Regions from separate parts of the Danio rerio genome. Here region 1 is linked to region 2. A link is a contact called in public HiChIP or PLAC-seq data. All regions are on one chromosome and are shown on one strand. Each heading gives the region's core, a stretch centred on a gene start, on an enhancer-like site or on the middle of the called end of the contact. The rest is flanking DNA. Distances are from core to core; before and after follow the strand shown.

Region 1 (4,888 bases), core at 2,352-4,851, 180 kb after region 2:
ACATACAGTATGACCAATTTAGCTTATTTATATTCATCTATAACCAGAGGCTGATTTAACCAATAGGCAAGGTAAGCGGCCGCTTAGGGCCTAAGGACATCTGGGGGCCCACAATAAATATCTAGAACTATAAATTACACCTATAAGCTATATATAACTATATATTCATAATTGTCTATCATATTTTGTATAATGAGAATCAAACAAATACATTTTACATAATTAAATATTATTTATTATACAATAAAATATATTATGAAAACTTAATGTTACTTAATATTAATAAAAAATATCCACCACATGAAGCAGTCCTACTGTCAAATTTAAAAAAAATATATATATATATATATAGTGTTATTTTTAGTTGTAAATTCATTTTGAGACATCTGATTATTTAAAATGTTAAGTTAATGTGAAGAAAAAAGATTAAGTGATATAAAAAACAGCTGAATTAATTACAATTTAATAAAAGTAGAAAGGGGCATTTCAGGAATTGAGACCCTATGGCTGGAGTTGCTTAGGACATCTAAAATCACTAAATCCACCCCTGGCTATACCGCATATCTTTGGACTGTGGGGGAAACCGGAGCACCCGGAGGAAACCCACGTGAACACGGGAAGAACATGCAAACTCCACAAATGCCAACTAACCCAGTCTGGTCTCGAACCAGTGACCTTCTTGCTGTGAGGCGACATTGCTAACCACTCAGCCACCCTGTCACCCTATAATACATTTAGTTTTTGATATTTTATTAAGAGGAAGTACACTCAAAAAACAAAAACTTGCTATGTCATTTATCCTCCCTCACATTTTTAAAAAGCATTTATGAGCTTCTTTCTCCTGATGAAAACAAGATATTTGTAAACATGCTGGTTGCTGCCCGGCACCCATCAAACTCCTTAATAGGAAAAAAGATTCCTGTTAAAGTAAATGGGGACCAGCAACCAGCATTTTTCAAAATATCTTCTTTGGTGTAGAAGGAAGAAAATCAAATAGGTTTTGAACAAGGGAAGGGTGAGTAAATGATTTCTATTTTATTTCAAGTAACTACACTGTAAAAAATAAACATGATCAATTTGTCATAATAGTGTTTTTTTTTAGTTCATTATAACTTATTAAACTAAGTTATTCAAGTTCCAACTTAATTGTGTAAGTTGCACAAGCTGTTTTAAGTCAGTTCAACAAAACAAGTTTAATGAACTCATAAGGTTAATTTCATTTAGCTTAAAAATTTAAGACGACCAGGATTTTTACAGTCTAGTTTTATTGTTTGTCTATAGTGACCAATTTGCTAAACAACAATTTAAAAAAAATGTAATCAATAAATAAGGTAATATTAACAGTTTATTAGACAGTACATAAACACCACAAGTATGACAACTGTCAAACAGGGGAGGAGCAGGTGATGTCATTATAATGCATGTAAATGGACTAGTAGGACCGGTGGGAACGGGCTCAATCCAGCCCAATCCAAACAGAGCAGCCCATTTCATTCACATGTATGTGCCACAGTGCACGTGTAGCCCTCCTAAGCTCACTTCGGCAGGACGACCTCTTTCACTCGCCCCCTGACCCTGTTAACTTTCAGACCCTCTGTAATGAGCTGATTAATGGCACACTTTAATATAGGAAGCATACAAGGTTTTCACATCAGCCACAGTTATACTTTTGATGCTTTGTACATATGCATGATCAGGAACCCACAATAAACAAAACCAGACTTCCAGAGAAGTTTCAATGCTTTATTGTATTTCTCAAAATAATTCAAAACAGCTGAGACAACAAAGAAATGAAGCATGGTGAGTTTTCTTTTACACAAAGTGAAGTCATAGCCTGAGAAACACAAGAGATTTCTTATCATTTCTAAAATAAGAGCACATTCACCATGTGTGAACGTTAAAAGAGTTAGTGTTTAATTTTGGAGTTTTAAAGAAATAGTTCACCCTAAAATTTAAAAACAATTCTCTCATAATTACCCTCAACACAAAAGAAGACATTTTGAAGAATGTCGAAAACCCAGCAGCCGTTGACCACCAAAGTATTCCAACATTTTTTAAACGAGGAATTTCTTCTTCAATTTTCAGGTGAACTGTCACTTTAATTCAAACTAAATACAAGACACACAACTGAACACAACATATTACTCTGTGTTATCCAAACACACCCATTCTCTATCTATTAATTACTTCAGGAAACCTGCTGTAAAGAAAGAAACTGGAACAGGGGTTACAAAGTAGTTGACTCTGATTCCTGGAAAACATGAGTAACTATATCATAGAAACTTCTAGACACTGAGACACGATTCACAAACAAACATTCATTCAAGCCACATCATACTGATCTCTTCTTCCAAAGTTTACATCGGCATGTGACCTGCATATAATAAAACACAACAAAAGGTAATGAATATAGATCTGATTCACACAACAGCTGATTATCAAATCACACCTGGAGCAATTTAAATGCACAAAACAGCAATGCTGAATTAAACACCAGCTAACACTGGAATAAATGCTGGCCTCTACTAAAAGGGAGATCAGTTGTTGGGCATATCATTTACAAAATTACTATTCCTAAAGTGCAGTAACACTGCTTGTTTAGTTAGCCATTTCAGAAGGTGTGTAATACTGACCACATGCTGGACTAAACGGAAAGACTTCGACACTGTGACCTTGTGGAACGAAGTTTTATTTAAGCCTAAATGACAGCTCGACTAGAGGACAATGTATTCTTGTTCTCATTCTTTGTTCAGTTCAGGCACTACATTAGTTTGCGCACACAAAATCCAGTATTTTTCCATCAACTGACGTTTAAGTGGCGTTGCGTCACGTGACTAGCGAAGAGGGGGTGAACATGCGAGCGTTTGACGTCTGTATGAAACAGCACGCCGATTGTTTATAATGATGTTTTTGAGCGATTCGATGCGTTTATCATCCATCACAACCATACCGGAGTCAATTTCGCGGTAGTTAAGTTTATGGAGACCATCACAAGCCAATTGTATCAAGCTCTGACCCATGCCATGCGTCTCATACCCTGACTCTGAACAACCACTCCCCTTCGTGGCTCGTGGAAAATTACCAGCTTACAATCAGCACAAGTACAAGCTCCAACATCCGCCTCACGGACTCGATGCCCTCGATCTCCTTCAGTCCACCCTGAAATTCATTTTCCCGAGCATGTATGCAATTATCAGACGCGCACTGCTGGGGAATATCAAATTAAAGCTCGCGGCGGATATAAACGCGAATGTTTATCGACGGAGTCGTGCAAAACACGTTACTATTAACGCTAAAACTAGCTTTTCCTTACAATAGTAACAAAACACACGAGAGCAATAATATCAGGAATTACAGGTCCATTCTGCACGCAGTTTGCCTTCTTTTTCTCCAAACGGGCGGAGCGGTCGCGTGGGCGCTAGAAAGAGTATAGATTGATTGACGTGCTCGCCGTCCAATGGTGTGTGAGCGAGGACGTGCTTAGCAACGCAACGGCCATTAGCAGGCCGCCATGGGCGTGACGTTAATCCAAACTTTTCGCGGCGCCATCGGCTGAAAACTAAACCGAGATGGAATCTCCCAGTCTGAACCGGTTTCAACCGGTTACGAGTTTGTTGCTTGTGAGAAGAAGAGGCGCACAGGCTCAGACTCTAATACCGCCCTGGTGCAAAATATACTTAAGTATAGAGCACATTTCTGAAATAAGGTTAACTTTGTTTCGTAAAATGAACCGGAGTAAGAAAATACTGAACTCGCCGTGATTGATGGTGCGGAATTCACATCCTAGTGGTCCTTAAATCAAGCTACTAGCTCGTGTAGTCTTCACAGAGGAATAGTGTGGCTGACCAGCCAACGGCTCATCCTAAAGCTTTTTTTCCAGAAAGCGTGTACAAACAGGCACCAGCGATACTGGATCAAATAAACATTATTTTAGCAACTCTGGCAGACAAGCCCACCTTCTTTCTCTCAAAGGCTTGGACTTTAGGTAGGTAAATTTGGGGTGCAAACTTCTAGTTAGAGTGCTTGGGTTGGTTTGGAGAATGATGATGCTGTGAGATTGTGTTGAAATGAATAGAAATTGCACGTATGGAGGTTGAAGTCGAAAGAAAGTGAGCTGGTTGTGCTGCTGAGTGTTTGTTGGATGTTGCGGGTGTGTGGCGTGATGGCTCCTGGTGTCACGCTGGACTAAATGGTAACGTTATATTTGGGGTTTGTTCGTTTGAAAAATAGTTTTAATCTCACGTAACATCATAACAATAACAACTGCATCGCTTCCGATCACGAGCTAACGTTAGACTTCAGCAGCACGCTTGTTTGGGTTTAGCGAGCGTCATTCAACTGTAAACCGCATTCCGGACTGTTCCAGAGCCAAAGCATTAGTTATTTAAACGCGTATAACGCACCCACAGTGTGTTACTTACCTGGTTTACTGCTGGTGAAGCCTGCAGAGCTTTCAGGTGTAGGGTGCAGAGCATGCTGTTGGTGGGAGGGGTTGCTCCAGAGTCAGCGAGGGAGATCCTTGCAAAGTCACCCCCGTAGAAGTCATCCAAAAACGGGTGTAGTCCGTCAGAAACGTCAGTGTTTTCTCACGGAAGAGGTGTTTGCTTGGACGTTTTAACGTCAGTCGCGCGCTAAAGCGTCCATTCAAGCGCTTTTGTACGATTGTATGCATACGCAGTTGCTGTCATGTACAGCGACGCATTATTAGGGGTTCTAGTCTATATCAACACAACTAGAACATCATAAGCGGCATTATCTTAGTCCAACCCAGTTGTGTTTTGAAAACGTGTGCATGCTTAGTAGCTCTATGTTGGGTTACAGATCCTATTGTGGTCACAGCTTACTGAATGAAATAAGGTGATGTGTGGAAAAGGAGGGTAAATCAACA
Region 2 (5,350 bases), core at 2,596-5,095:
GAAACAGTAGTGGCAGTTTTCTTTGATATTGAGAAAGCATATGATATGCTATGGAAGGAGGGCCTGTTAATTAAGTTGAACCAAATAGGAATAAGTGGTAGACTATTTAATTGGATTAAAGAGTTTTTAATTGAAAGATATATTAGAGTAAAGATTGGGAAAGATGTGTCGAGTAGAGGAATTATTGAAAATGGTACTCCACAAGGCAGTGTTATAAGTCCTTTGTTATTTCTAATTATGATTAATGATGTTTTTTCAAGTTTAGAAAGAAATATCAATAAATCTCTGTTTGCAGATGATGGAGCTCTATGGTTAAGAGGCAGAAATGTGGATCATATAGTTAATAAAATGCAAACAGCATTAATTAAAGTTGAGAACTGGTCAAATAAATGGGGTTTTAAATTTTCAGTGGAAAAAACCAAATATATTTTCTTTACAAACAAAAAAAGTAGTATTGACCTAAAACTGAAAATATATAATATAGAATTAGAACAAGTAAAAATGATCAGGTTTTTAGGTATGTGGTTAGATTCTAGAGCTACATGGAGTAATCACATCAGTAAGATGCAGGAGAAATGCAAAAGAATTTTGAATGTAATGAGATGTATTTCTGGGCGTGAGTGGGGAGCAGATAGACTAGCTTTAAAAACTATTTATGTAACAATGATCAGAGCAATTTTAGATTATGGTTGTGTGGCATACAATTCAGCAGCAAAGTCACAATTAGAAAAACTTGAAAGAATACAATCCCAAGCTCTTAGAATTTGTTGCGGAGCATATCCTTCCTCTCCAGTTCCAGCTTTGCAGGTGGAGATGGGGGAAATGCCAATTCAACTAAGAAGGAAACAACTGATATTGACATACTGGGCAAGAACAAAAGGCCAAGAGGTTAATCATCCTGTAAAAACACTAATGGAGGTATGTTGGGAATATGGGAAAAAGAAAATTAATAGCTTTAACTGGATTATTGAGGAATTAGTGCAGGAAATGAAATTAAATGAATATAATATTATACCATCAATAGTTCTACCAACAACACCTTTATGGATATTACCACAACCAAAAATAGACCTCAAATTATTGAAAGACAGACAGGAAAAAGGACATGAGTTAACAGAGGGATATCTAACAAGAGAGTATATCGGGACAAAATATGATCAGTATACACACATTTTTACAGATGCATCAAAAGATCCGCAAAGTGGCCGGGTGGGGATCGCATATATTATTCCAAGTTTAGATGTGTTAGAAGGGAAAAGAATATCTAATCATTTGTCAGTATTTACAGGAGAGCTGCTAGCAATTATGCTAGCAGTCAACAAAGTTTATGAAATGGATCTAAACAAGTCGATAATATGTTCTGATTCAACTTCAGCGTTACTATGCCTGGATATTAAAAAATCGGAAACTAGACAGGACATTATAATAGAAATTCTTCAATTATTACAAAATTTAGAACAGAAAAACAAAATAGTTGAGTTTGTATGGGTACCAGCACATTCAGGAGTTGAGGGCAATGAAGCAGCAGATAGATTAGCAAAAACAGTAATGGCAAAAGAGAGGATAGAAATGAAAATCAGGTATAGTAGGGCTGAACTTAAATCAGTAATTAAAAAGGGAATACACAAAAAGTGGCAAATAAGTTGGGACAATGAACAAAAAGGCAGACATTTATATGCAATACAACCAAAGGTAGGACAGATTTTGAAATCATGGGGGAGCAGGAAGGAGGATTGTATTCTTTCAAGAATAAGGATAGGACATACAGGGCTGAACGCTACATTACACATGATAGGAAAACATCCAACAGGGTTGTGTGATGGATGCGGAGAAAGAGAGACAGTAGAACATGTAATCATTAGTTGCAATAAATACACAGAGGAAAGAAATATGTTAATTAATGACCTACAGATAAATGATGAACAAATAACACTGAAAGAGTTTTTATATCAGGAAGGAAAGAAATGGTTGATTCAATTCTTAAAAAGAACTCAGTTAATACATAGGATATAGAATGTCTAAATATATTTATTTAATTAACTTAATTATTATTTTATTTATAACAATATTAAGCTTTCTCCTCTCATCTACTATGTTTTCTATGTCTCGGCTGTGAAGGACCTGAGCTGTAGATGGAGGAGCTGAACACGCAGCAACATCGAAGGCTCGGGTTTTGAAGAGTCAAGAGGTAAAAAAAAAAAAAAAAAAATATATATATATATATATATATATATATATATAAATAAATAAAAATAAGTGAGTCTCTGATCCATAACCCACAGTAGGTGGCGGTAATGCTCTGATAAGAATGCGAACCGCCAATAAACACCAGGAAGAAGAAGAAGAAGTTCAGTGCAAAGTCTTGTTTTGCCCTGGCTAACACTACTGAGCGTTCCCTGATCCTTGCCTGCTTTCCCCGTTGACAATTTTAGACTGTATCTCGACTCTGTCTTGCCTGCTACCTTCCCTGAACTCTAGCCTGCATCCTGACTTTGATCCTCGCCGCCTGCCTTTGACCCATGCCTGAATACTCACCTTGTGTTAGCCAGCCGCCAGCCCTTCGACTAACTACAACTGTGTTTTATGTGAGTTTGCACACGCTTAACATCTGTGTGCTGTTTGTATTAAACTCTGTTTAACAAATATACCGCAAATGGGTCCCTCTGTGTCAGACCCTCCGTTACACATTCAATAGGTAAATATCAAACTGGCCAGCGCATTCAATTTTCCTCAGTCAGAATTTGGCCTTTTGAATAAAAAAGTATTAAAATATAAATAATAATATTTAGTTACTTGTAAAATTTTCTGTATTTAAAAACAATACAGTAGCGGAAGATGACTTAGCTTGCGTTTCACAGATAAATGTTGGACTCATGAAAAGTAATTGTTAGAGTTGGCCAAACCTGATTAGCTTAAGTTACACTGAAGTGACAGCCAGCAGTCTTAAAGCCTTTTTCAATAGGTTATTTTCACTATTTATGTTGGCATAGTAGTAAAAGTAAGACAAATAAGCTCATGTATGAGACAGATTCTGAACCATTGTCAGTGTGGGGTGGGTCTTCCAAACCACCCGATTTAGCCAATTTAGCATAAAGTACATTTCGATCTACAGAAACCTTTATTGCTAACTTTTTGTGCAACTGACATGTTCAATAGATGTTAAAGGTTCTTTATGGAAACTGCTTTCATTTAAGAACCTTTCATTTTATGAACTCAATCATCTATAATTGAGTTGAACCAGCAGTTTCTAGTGATTTTAATGACTTTGGTTACCTGGTTCAGGTGTGTTTTATTAGCGTTGGCGAGGAAATTAGCAAAACAGTGGAGTTCCAGGAACAGACTTGAAAAACCAAAATAATAAATGTAACATCTCATATCTTCCACCGCCACAAGATGGCGCTAATGTAAAACTGCTGAAAAGGAGACTTTTGGTTAAACTAGATGATGCATTTGGATACTTTACCGATGCCAAACAGTTTGTTTAAACTCAACAAGTGAATGCAGCTTTCCTTCTGTAAATAACTTCCTAAGACCAGTCAAGCTGATTAAAACAACAGCATCATAATCTTAAAGCACATACATGACCGTGTGGAGACTATTCTATCTGCACACAATAAAAGCATGCATAGCCTTCAAAGAACTTCCTAAAGAGAACTTTCTGAAGACCTCAAACATATGTTGGTATATGTTTTGAATAAATGGGTAAAATATACAAAATAAAAGCAAATAAGGTGGTCCTGTCTATCTTTTATTTGTGTGTGAGTGTGTGTGTGTGTGTGACTGTGATGGTTAATTCGTTCGTGGCACAGCACACCCCATTTGAGATCTCTGTGAAACAGCGTGACGTCAAACACCAGTCAAGCAACTAAAACGCTCCGCATCCAGCGTGCCTTTCACCCGGGATCTGACAGCAAAGCTCAATGCAAATGTGCTTATAAGGTAAGAATGATCAAATTCTGAATATATCTATTTCGATGTATAATTCAGCCCATAATTTTAGACTTATATTTAAAATAAAAACTGAGTTGGTAGTTTATAATTTTCAGAGTGCTCAAGTGCACGCATTTATATTTTAATGCTTTGTTTATACTTAAATATTTGTCGTTTTCCTTACAATGGCCATCTCCTCGGGCGCCTCTCTTTGCAGGATCATTAAACACATTTTGCCTTATTAGATGTCACTGTGGTCTTTGACACTCGTTTTCTTGCTCTGTTGCAGGTTATTTCTCCCTCGCTCTCTGGCAGTTGGATTTTTATATTTAAAATGGGACTATTTGATGCTCTTAGAGATTTTAGTTTATTAACATGGCTAAGAGAAGAAAGACAGTCTCGGAGGCTGATTCTGTTGATCGTTTTCATTGCTTTGCTCTTGGACAACATGCTGTTGACGGTGGTCGGTGAGTGCTGTGTTGTTCACACACCTGTTACATGTGCGAGCACACACCAAACATGCATGCAAAGTGCTAAAAAACATAAGGCATTATATATATCACCTCATATATTGTCAGTGAATATTGAATAGTCCTGCTGAAAATAAAACAACAGAGCATCACATAATATCTTGGTTATCTTGGTTATCTATGGTTTCCAATACAAATATCACAAACTAGATAAATGTAACCATTAAAACCAGTACATAGATGGTTTCCATTTTTCTCAAAAAGTCGAATAAGCACGGACCTTAAAATTAAATTGCTATATTTTATTTATGCATTATTTATGCATGCATTTCTAGGCTACACATACTAAAAAAAGCAGAAGAAAAATATTTCTAATTCTCGACGGCGTATAATAATGTGACTAGAATATGCGTGATTTAACCAAGATTGTAGATTATTCCTGGTTGAACACCCTTATTGATCCAGTAACAATGTGTATGTTAATTAGGCTGATGAATACACGTTAAAACCGTAAACATTGATGTTTGATTAAAAATATTTCCCCAACTTAAAAATGCATTAAAAAGTGAAATAACAGGCTAACATTTTAATACGCGACAGACAATTCACGAAATGCATTTGTCGATGCTACGCGATTGTAAACTCCAAACTGTCCCTGAATTAAGGTATCATGTCCTCGAGCGCTGCCCGATCTCCATCCGCGCGCGCGCTCTCTCATTGAATGTGACACTGACGCGCGCTAAACTGTCTCTATTTGTTCTCACGTCCGCGAGCCAAGAAACGGGGACGGCAATTAAGCTAGAAATACACACGATGAATACGTTGTGTGTGTGTAAATACAGATGGACCCAAGTGAAAAATGAACCTGTCGTTCTTTGGCACAAGTGTTGAGTGAAGAGGCTTTCGAGCGTTATCGCACACGGTGTCCCTGTGGGTTATTTACGCTTGAT

The links. HiChIP or PLAC-seq counts read pairs in DNA pulled down with a chosen protein or histone mark.
Region 1: an H3K4me3 HiChIP or PLAC-seq map of gastrula embryo shows a contact between it and region 2, with 2.5 times the contacts expected there. The contact joins the promoter of xpo1b here to the promoter of slc18a2 in region 2. A contact is called at or near these places in 2 of 4 datasets of contacts at active chromatin or transcription factors (embryo and gastrula embryo).

Annotation. Positions count from the first base shown.
Region 1 is chr17:25,312,896-25,317,783 of GRCz12tu, forward strand. xpo1b (exportin 1 (CRM1 homolog, yeast) b) reads left to right here and starts at 3,602. Exons shown (of 25, transcript XM_073928519.1): 1 at 3,602-4,888. LOC141378566 (a long non-coding RNA gene) reads right to left here and starts at 4,505. Exons shown (of 2, transcript XR_012393388.1): 1 at 4,422-4,505; 2 at 1,730-2,374.
Region 2 is chr17:25,132,280-25,137,629 of GRCz12tu, forward strand. It overlaps slc18a2 (solute carrier family 18 member 2), which reads left to right and starts at 3,846. Exons shown (of 16, transcript NM_001256225.2): 1 at 3,846-3,939; 2 at 4,220-4,397. The coding sequence starts at 4,265. LOC137488938 reads left to right here. Exons shown (of 4, transcript XM_073928518.1): 2 at 794-918; 3 at 2,119-2,188; 4 at 2,283-2,351. The coding sequence ends at 2,145.